2 separate regions of the Gossypium hirsutum genome follow, and region 1 is linked to region 2. Evidence: chromatin contacts called from public Hi-C data. All regions are on one chromosome and are shown on one strand. Each heading gives the region's core, a stretch centred on a gene start, on an enhancer-like site or on the middle of the called end of the contact. The rest is flanking DNA. Distances are from core to core; before and after follow the strand shown.

The links. A called contact is a pair of places that touch in the nucleus more often than the background predicts.
Region 1: a Hi-C map of leaf shows a contact between it and region 2, with 2.2 times the contacts expected there. The contact joins the enhancer-like site here to the promoter of LOC107895054 in region 2. A contact is called at or near these places in 3 of 34 Hi-C or Micro-C datasets (callus and leaf).

What each region holds. Positions count from the first base shown.
Region 1 is chrA13:80,999,521-81,004,447 of Gossypium_hirsutum_v2.1, reverse strand. LOC121212717 (a long non-coding RNA gene) reads left to right here. Exons shown (of 3, transcript XR_005908042.1): 3 at 1-1,171. Among protein-coding and RNA genes, the nearest start is that of LOC121212717, 5.0 kb to the left of the region's middle. Within about 2 kb of position 2,892, at least 8 of the 9 cell types and tissues checked have an H3K27ac peak or open chromatin away from gene starts, as enhancers often do.
Region 2 is chrA13:80,781,140-80,785,676 of Gossypium_hirsutum_v2.1, reverse strand. It overlaps LOC107895054 (thioredoxin F-type, chloroplastic), which reads left to right and starts at 1,950. Exons shown (of 3, transcript XM_016820253.2): 1 at 1,950-2,518; 2 at 3,295-3,394; 3 at 3,818-4,219. The coding sequence starts at 2,184. The coding sequence ends at 3,952.

The DNA.
Region 1 (4,927 bases), core at 1,643-4,142, 220 kb before region 2:
GGCACACTTCATCATAATATCTACCAAGACTTATGGAAAACCCCTTTGTTCCATCATTGCCCTTAGAAACACCACTCAACTCGATCATACGCCTTGCCCATGTCCAATTTTAAAGCCATAAAACCCTTTCGTCCAACTCGTTTTTTCCTGAAATTATGCAAAATCTCATATGCAAGTAATACATTACCCGAAATCAGACGTCCTGGCATAAATACACTTTGAGGACCATCAATGCAAACATCAAAAGTCTTTTGAAATCGATTGGCCACCATTTTTGCAATTATCTTATATAAAACATTACATAAGCTGATGAGTCTAAAATTCGTTATATTAGTGGGGTGAGGGATTTTTTGGTATGAGAACAATGTTTGTAACATTCACAGGGTCAAGTTCCTTACCATAATTTAAAATGCCCAAAAAATAGAGACTTAAATCATGTCCCACAATATGCCAATATCTTTGATAGAATAATGTCGAAAAGCCATCCAAATCTGGTGCCTTAGTTGGACCCATATCCCTTAAGGCCGTATAGACTTCCTCCTCTGTGTATGTCCCTGTTAACATCATATTCAAGTCATCAGTAATACATCTCCCTACCTTGGACAAAATATAAGTTAACTCACCCATCCCCTTTGCCGCAAATAAATCTTCAAAAAAAACCCTTGCGATTTCTGCCATCTCCGTACCTTCCCTAGTTCCCCTTCCATCTCCATACTCCAAACATTTAACCATATTATTTTTCATGCGCTGTGAAGCATAATTATAGAAATAAGTCGTGTTTCTATCCCCTACTTTAACCAATTGACTCTCGCTTTTTGTTTTCAGAAAGCTTCATCCTTATCAATCTCCCAATTCAAATGAACTCTTATATTAATAAGTTCTGCCAAATTACCATCATCCCGATCTGAGACCAATAATTGCTCCAATTTCTTAGTCAAAGACTTTTTCAAACTGTGTCATTTCTCCTTTATCTGTCTTTCCCAACTCCTTAGTTCTAATCAAAGACTCTCTAGCTTAGCAAATATATCCCCCTACTCAATTCCCAAATTTGTTTTATTTCTCCTTCAAAAGACTTTTCCATTGTGCACTAAACTTCGAAACAGAATTTTTTATTACCCTCACATTTCCTTGAATATCCGTATGAACTAAAAGTGGGCAATGATCAGAGAAAGAATGGGGTATGTGATAAACACTAGCATTTAGAAATCTACCCAACCAACCATCATTTTCCACACCTCCATCCAATTGTTCCTGATTTTTTTTTTTGTGAATTCCCTCTCTCCCAAGTAACCATGTCCCAGAATAGCCCACATCCAATAAACGATACTTCTCCAAACTTTCCGAAACGTCTCTATTCTCCGTTTGTCCCTTGTAATACCCTCACTTTCTCAAAAAAATATATAATTTCATTAAAATCCCCGTACACAAGCCGTGGAAGATCTTGATAATCCCCAAATTCCTAAGAACATTTCACAAATCGCTCTTATTCCTAATAAACGAGGTTTCATAAAAACTTGTAAATTTCCAATCCCCCATCTTTCTCTTTCCCTTTTACCTCCACATCCATATGGTTCATAGAGAAACTATGTAAAGTGATAATTAGGTCCTCTTTCCATGCTAAACAGAGGCTTCCATGAGAACCATCAGCTCCCACCTCAATCCTATTAACAAAACCACATCGTCTCCTCACTGCTTCCATTCTTTTACCATTTAGTTTTATCTCCATAAAGAAGACCAGTTGGGGATTAGACGTCTTCAGCGTATGCCAAAGTCTTCTAACAGCCTGTGGGTTCCCCAACCCACAGACATTCCAACTTTGGAGTTTCATTGCGACCGGTCGGCTTGCCCTTTGGCAGCCACCGATAAATAATGAGGTTTAACTACCATCATTCTTTCTCTTCTTTTCCTAGAGTCATCTATTCTCGATCCATTTTGAGAATCTTCTTCTCATCGTAGCCGTTTCTTCCCTTCACCCCCTCAAAAGGACACTCCCTAGAATCATGTTCCATTTCTATTTGACCCGACCCACCATTTGATTCTCCTTCCAAATTCACCCCCAACACAAGATTAACCATATCTGACATTGCTCCTCCACACCCTTTTCCTCCTTCTCTTTTTATCCATATATTGTTCATTGCCAGAGCCCTCCTTGATTGAGCACGGATTGTTAAATCTCATCTCATTTCCATAACATCAGTCTCAGTCTCCATCCTTATTTTGCAGAAAGAATCACTGTGACCCAGACATCCAAAATAAAAGTAAAATAGGGTTAACCATTCATACTTGAAATTGACTATGAACAAATACCCAAGGAGAATATGAGCCTCTTCTTTCTTTTTAGCGGTCATTGAACATCAACCAATACAGAATTCGTATATAATTGTTGAAACCCTTTTCAAAATTTTTGTATCATACTCCATAAACCCCCTACAAAATCTCTCAATTATCTTGCTACTCGTTCAGAAAAGAATAATGGGGGCATATCATGGACATGCACCCAGAAGCAAACAGATAATAATGGGACTTTTAGTGGATCCTCCTCATCTACCATAAAATACAACACCAAAAGATGACTATTGAAAGTCCATGGCGATCCACTTTGCACTCTTTCCAAATCCATTTTATGAAAAAATTGGAACAAAAATTATTTTTCTCCCAAATATGATATTTGTACTCCCTTCACGGAATGCCATAAAATTTCCATTGTACTTCTCATTACCGGGAAATGAATTACACTTGCCGTGAAAAAACACCCAACCAAACACAAATCATAAACCTCCTTTGTCTTATCTACATCGCTACCAACTGCTGAGATCTCATCCTCATCATCTTCCAACGTAAGATTAGCCAAGTTATTCTCCATGCTTCTACCGCCACTTTCTATACTACAGTCCAAAACAAGCGCACTAGAAACCCTAGAAACCAAAACTTGCTAGAAAAGCAGACAAATACGTGCTAGTACAACAGACTTTTAAATTCTAAAAAATATTAATTTACAAAGTGAATACTCATTATTCTTAGTTGTACCTACAATTTATTAAGTTTTTTTTTTAATGTGCGAATACATCCAATTATTTAGACCTTTTAGGCTACACATGTAAGAAAATAATTGATACACCTTTTAGTCTACACATATAATAAGATAATTGATACACATTTTTTAATTGGACATATTTATACATTTAAAAAATAAATTTACATGCACAATTAATAAAATTAAAATTATTTATATTATTTATTTTCTAAAATATATATTTAATTTTTTCCTAGAAGGTACCAATAGAATTAAAACATTGATTCATATCAAGTTTTTAAAGAAAACTATTTTTAAATGTTTTTTTAAATTTTATGTAATTTAGAAAAATAATTTTGATTGAATGTTGACAAATGATTGTCCTGATTCAATGTGAATATAATAAGATAATTGATACACATTTTTTAATTGGACATATTTATACATTTAAAAAATAAATTTACACGCACAATTAATAAAATTAAAATTATTTATATTATTTATTTTCTAAAATATATATTTAATTTTTTCCTAGAAGGTACCAATAGAATTAAAACATTGATTCATATCAAGTTTTTAAAGAAAACTATTTTTAAATGTTTTTTAAAATTTTATGTAATTTAGAAAAATAATTTTGAATGAATATTGACAAATGGTTGTCCTGATTCAATGTGAATTTGGACTTAACTTTTAAATGATATTTATTAATTATTATTATTTTTGAATTTTTTGAATCTTTTTAAATTTATTTAATATTATTATATATTTTAATAATGTTTTACAAAGTTATAATTTTTTTAAAAAAATTTAAAAATATATTTTTTTTAATTTTTAAAAAAAATTAAGCTTTGAAACGAATAAAACTAAACAATCAATCATATATCCAAGTTCATTCTAGTAAAAAAAATAAATGTTTGTTTTTAAAAAAATAATTTTATTTTATTTTTCTGACGAGGTATCTGATGTGACAGTGCCACATCAGTAATTGTCATTGACATGGAGCACCACATCATTGTTGCTAAGAGAAATTATTCCATGGACCATTCTCACCACATCATATATGGTCCCATCCAATTATTTTATGCCACATCAACCACTTTTTCCAACTCATTAAAAAATTTCCAAGTTAGATTCAATTTCTTCAAAGGCTTTTTTTTAAGGTCAGTTTTAATTTCCCCTAATTTTTTTTCCGTCAAATTCAATTTCTTGAAGTTTTTTTTCCAGATTTTTTCTTTTCTTTTCTCTCACTGCAACTTCACTATTAGAAGAAAAGGACTTAGGGTTTTGGTGATTTTTCCAATTTTTTCTATCTTCATCGTCTCCTCACTATTAGGAAAAAAGGATTTGCGGCTTCATTCTTTCTCAACATCAGCAATTAAAGGATTACAGGTTGAGCAAAAAAATGGAGAGATTACAAAATCTAGTTTGTTCCTATTTTCGTTCATAACAATTTTTATTTATTTATTGGGAAAAAAAGAAAAATTTAAGTAAAATTGTGAAGAGCAACCCTTTTGAAATTTCTGTCAATATATATGCAGTGGGGAGTGACTAGCTTCTTGTATCTCAAATCTTTTCTCTTTTTCAATAAGGGTTTTGCATTTTATATAGTGGTTTGATTATCATTCTGGATTTTTTCCATTTGATAAAAGAGAGATTGAAAGATAAGTGAACAATAAGACCAGTGGATGACAATGAACAGAGAAAGGGAGAATAATGGTTTTCTTTTTCCTTTCCCTTTGTTGTTGTTGTTGAGAGCTTGGGGGTGGGTTTTCTTTTTTCTTTTTTTACTGGAAACATATGTTGGTATTGGTTTGTCTAAATTTTAAAATTTACTAGTGGCATTTTATCACTAAAATTTAATTGTTAAAAAAAGTTGTCATTTTTTTACATTCTAATTGCATTCTTATTACACCA
Region 2 (4,537 bases), core at 701-3,200:
TTACAGAAGTACAACAAACCCAAATGGGTGGCATTCGTTCCCTCATTCAATTAGAACATGTTTTGAAACACCCTTAACTACGACCATATTCTCTGCTCGTGACATAAGATGATGAATCCTCGTATTATGATCCACAATAGGCGCCAACCAGTTGTTTTAGGGCAAGCCTGAAGTAGTTCAATAGCTCGCTTACGAACAGTTGGGGGGAAGATGAAACCTAACCTCACCTCTAACACATAAAGAGGCAAAAAGAAACCTAACCTTCGCCACCATGTTTAGGCTCATAAATGACACTTAGGGGATAAGACTCCTTCGGGAGGTTGAAATCATACTTATGATGGTTGATTAAAACTTCATGACAGCGAAGCAATCACCTTACTTCCCTTTCGGTGGTGGAGCATTTAAATGTGCCAACCACCAAGGGTTCCCTCTTCAACCTTGGAGGCTTCCCCATCTTCCTCTCAACTACTTCAAAGGTTTCAACCTCTCTTCCACGATTATTTCCAACTATTAAAGATATAAGAAAACGAAGCAAAAGAAATTGAAAAATATGGAACCTTACCCCGAATAAAAAACCCAAATCCAACAAAAAGAGCAATGACGAGGGAAGATGAAAGATGGAAACAAGGGAGAATATAGTGTGTGAAATAGTTAATATAGTTTGAAAGAATACCTTTAAGACATTTTTACTCAAGCATGAGACTCTTCAACATTTTTCTAGAATTACCTCTATTTGTTAAGGCGAATGTTGTTTTCTTATTATAATAGCTGGCGACTGCGTTGTTAATTACTTGTGCCTAGAGGTGCTCATGGGCCGGGCTAGTTGGGTTCGGGCCGGGCTCAACTAAAAATTTAGGCTCATTCATTGGGCTCGAGCCGGGCCAGGCCCAAAAAATGGGCCTAAAATTTTGCCCAAGCCCAACCCAAATAAAAATACTAAAACCTGGGCCCGGCCCGTATTTATTTTTATATTATTTTATATAATTTTTAAATATATATAATACATCAAAAAACTAAAAAAATCAAAATTAATATTTTCCAACAAATTGAAAATAAATTTTAAAAAATATGTAGACTTAAATAGCACTAAGATAGATGCAATTTAACAAGAAAATACCTCTAAAATAATAATAAAATTAACAAATGCCTTTAAAATAATAATAAAATTAATAATAAAATAAGTTTTATACAATATCCAAATAATAACAACAAAATAGGAGCAACTAATAGAAATATGGTAGCAAAATAAGGAGAAAACAACAAGAAAATAACATTCAAAAATAAAAAAAAAAGTAGAATTTCTGTCATTTAGTGAATTTGGGCCGGGCCAGGTCGGGCCCGGGCCAAAAATACCTTACCTGAGGCCCGGCCTATTTTTTAAACGGGCCTCATTTTTTGTCTAAGCCCATTTTTTCAAGTCTATATTTTTACCCAAATCCTTTCACATTTCGAGATGGCTTTCGGGCCGGGCCGAATAGCCCAGACCCATGAGCAGGTGTACTTGTGCCCTCATAAATTTTATCTAACTTTGGGCTGCTTAACTTGGAATATGAAAATCCAAACTCATTTATGTCAAATTTGTGAATCAAGTTAAGTAGAAAAAAAGTTAATTATTTACCAACTCAAAATAAATAATGTGCCATTTAGTTATTTAGATAGTTATTTGGGGATTACTCTGTTTGACACGTATAGGCATATCCTTTGGGAACAATTTTTTATTTTTTCTTGAAAGACTATTCTTGTTTGGGTACATCCTCCTCATTATTTATTCATTTTCTGATATCACATTTATCATTTATGTGGCAGAAGTAAGCTTTGGGCCCATAAAATCAGTTAAGGGACAAAAGCACCCCTACCCATGCACCGTTCAAGAAGTTGTCATCAAATATCCCAAGTCTAGTATCGTCTTTTCAAATCCCAAAAATGAAATCTTCCCCTCTTTCAATGTCCCTAATCCTGAACCTCTCATTATTCTCAGAAAAATTCCTCCAGCTGACCGAAATGTCCTCTAACATTCCTCTAACCCTCATGATCCGCAAGGGTAAAATAGTGCTTATATGGAAACCATCTCCCAATTTTTCTATAATAAAATTTAGCCACTCTCTTGTTTTCCCACAGCAAGTCCAACTAATTGATTTCATTCTTTTTCGTTCTTTTTTCCCCTAAATTTTATTTTCTCAAAAATGTCGCTCCTCCAATCCTCCGTCTATCCTCCGTCAACACTTCGTTCTTCGCCGTCACTGTCATGCACAGCGGCACACCCGATCGCTTCCTCCCATAGAGTTCCTTCCACTTCGAATTCCTTCGTCGCGTTAGAATCGTCATCGTTAAAGACCGTTAACTCTATTTCGAGCGCTAAGAACAACAGAAGGAAAGGCGTTGTCGGAAAGGTGAGGTCGAGCCTGGAGACAGCGGGAGCAACTGTGGGGCAGGTGACGGAGGTTACAAAGGACACCTTCTGGCCCATCGTTAACGCCGCGGGGGATAAAACCGTCGTCCTCGATATGTACACTCAATGGTACGTATATGAATGTATACGTGTACCCATTCTTTTGTTTCTTCGTATTCTGTTAATTAGTTGATGCCAGAATTTAGTTAAGGTTGTGTTTGCTGTTTGTTCTTACTTTTTTCCTAATTAATTCTAAATGTCCGGAAATCTATTTACTCAATGCTTTAATTTAAATTAAATTATATCAATTATCTTAATTGTATTTGCAGACTAGTGTTTCTCACTTTGGTAACTGGTAGTATTTAGAGTGATGCTCCTCCACTCGGCCTTGGTTCTATAAGCCATTAATTTGCCCGCCCCACTAATTCAATGGCTAGAATTTTCCTGTGGGTCATCTGATGGCCGCACTCTTCTAGAAGCTTGACAGCTGTCGTGCATTGTTTCCTTTTCTTTGGCTCTTGATCTCAAAGCAAATTAAGGATATTCATATATAATTCAACCCAAACCGAATTCAGTGATAGCCTGCTTTGCTGAATCTAAGAATAAGTTTCATGCATTAATTTTTTTTTATTAAGGGTATAGAGGAGAGGTTCTTAGGAATCGGGTCCGAGACAGATAGAACATTTGAATATAAATCCTTTTTCACTCAGCCTTTTAGTTTAATAGACTATTTCATGAATTAAATATAACTTGGAAATTTATGTCAGATGTGCTTTCAGTAAACTGAGGGAGTTCTAAGATCTAATAACAAGCTCGGAATTGGATGAAGTTTTGGAATACATATAGTTATAACTTTATTGGCCTTCACTAGTTTTGCATCTACATGACTTTTTTTAATGTTTTAGGTGTGGTCCATGCAAAGTTATAGCTCCCAAGTTTCAAGAATTATCTGAAAAATACCTTGACGTTGTCTTTCTAAAGCTCGATTGCAATCAAGAAAATAAGGTAATTTTTATGATTAGCGTTAGAACATCGTGTCGATAAGCTATTGTCTTCTTTAGATGTTGCTGAAGAGCAACACAATTCGAGGTTGTCTTTAGTTTTGAAAAAAAAAAAAGCTAAGGACCACCTCTTAGTCAAAGTGGTACCATGATTGTCGAAAGTGCCTTTATACTCATAGAGGTCATGCTTCAAGCAGTCATGGACCTCTTATATTCATAGAGGTCTTGAATTTCGCTTGTTCAGACATTAAAGAGGCGTCCCTTAGCTATCTCCAAAGTGAGGGACAAAATCTTGATGATGTCTCTTTTCATTGATATTCAAAGAGGACAATACTTTTTGTGTTATCAGCAGAAGCCCTAAAGCGATTTTGTTCTGAATTATCTAACCCATAAAATATATATGTATATATGTGAAACATTTTGGCAGCCATTGGCGAAGGAGCTTGGCATAAGAGTGGTTCCAACGTTCAAGATTCTGAAGCACAACAAGATAGTAAAGGAGGTGACAGGAGCAAAATATGATGACTTAGTTGCGGCCATCGATACTGTTAGAGCTACCTAACTTTCTTTCCGTACCTGCAAAATATTAATCCCATCAAATCAAAGACAACAGTACCTTCTTGCATGCTTTGAAGTAATTATTGTACTTGAATTTATGTATATATATGGATCTATTCCCAATCCCTCAAATGGAGAGGGAACGCCGGTTGTATGTAACCTAAACCTGCTGCTTCTGCTATATACCTTCTATTTCAGTTTATTGGGAGGGGTGTAGATGTGAAGCAATTGTGATTGTGAGCCAAGAAAATATCAGCTTGTTTGCGTTTTATTCCTGGTAGGCCCAATGACATTTAGAATCACTGAATCATCCTTGAGTAGGTCAAGCTTATAGCATGACAGACGGGTGCAAGATAATTGAGGTCTCTTAGTTTTTCAAATGTTTCGAGCTTTTCATAGGAGACCACATTCACACTTATCAAGATGTCAAACTTTTAGCGTAGACCATATGCAAAACGAGTAAGCATAGTTAAGTAAACATTGAAATGAAAATAGAACTTGGTGGCCTTTGCTGTCACCCTTCACTCCAACAACTTCAGCAGCTCTAGCTTAACAACATCAATAAATTAGCCGTCAGGTTTCATCAGAG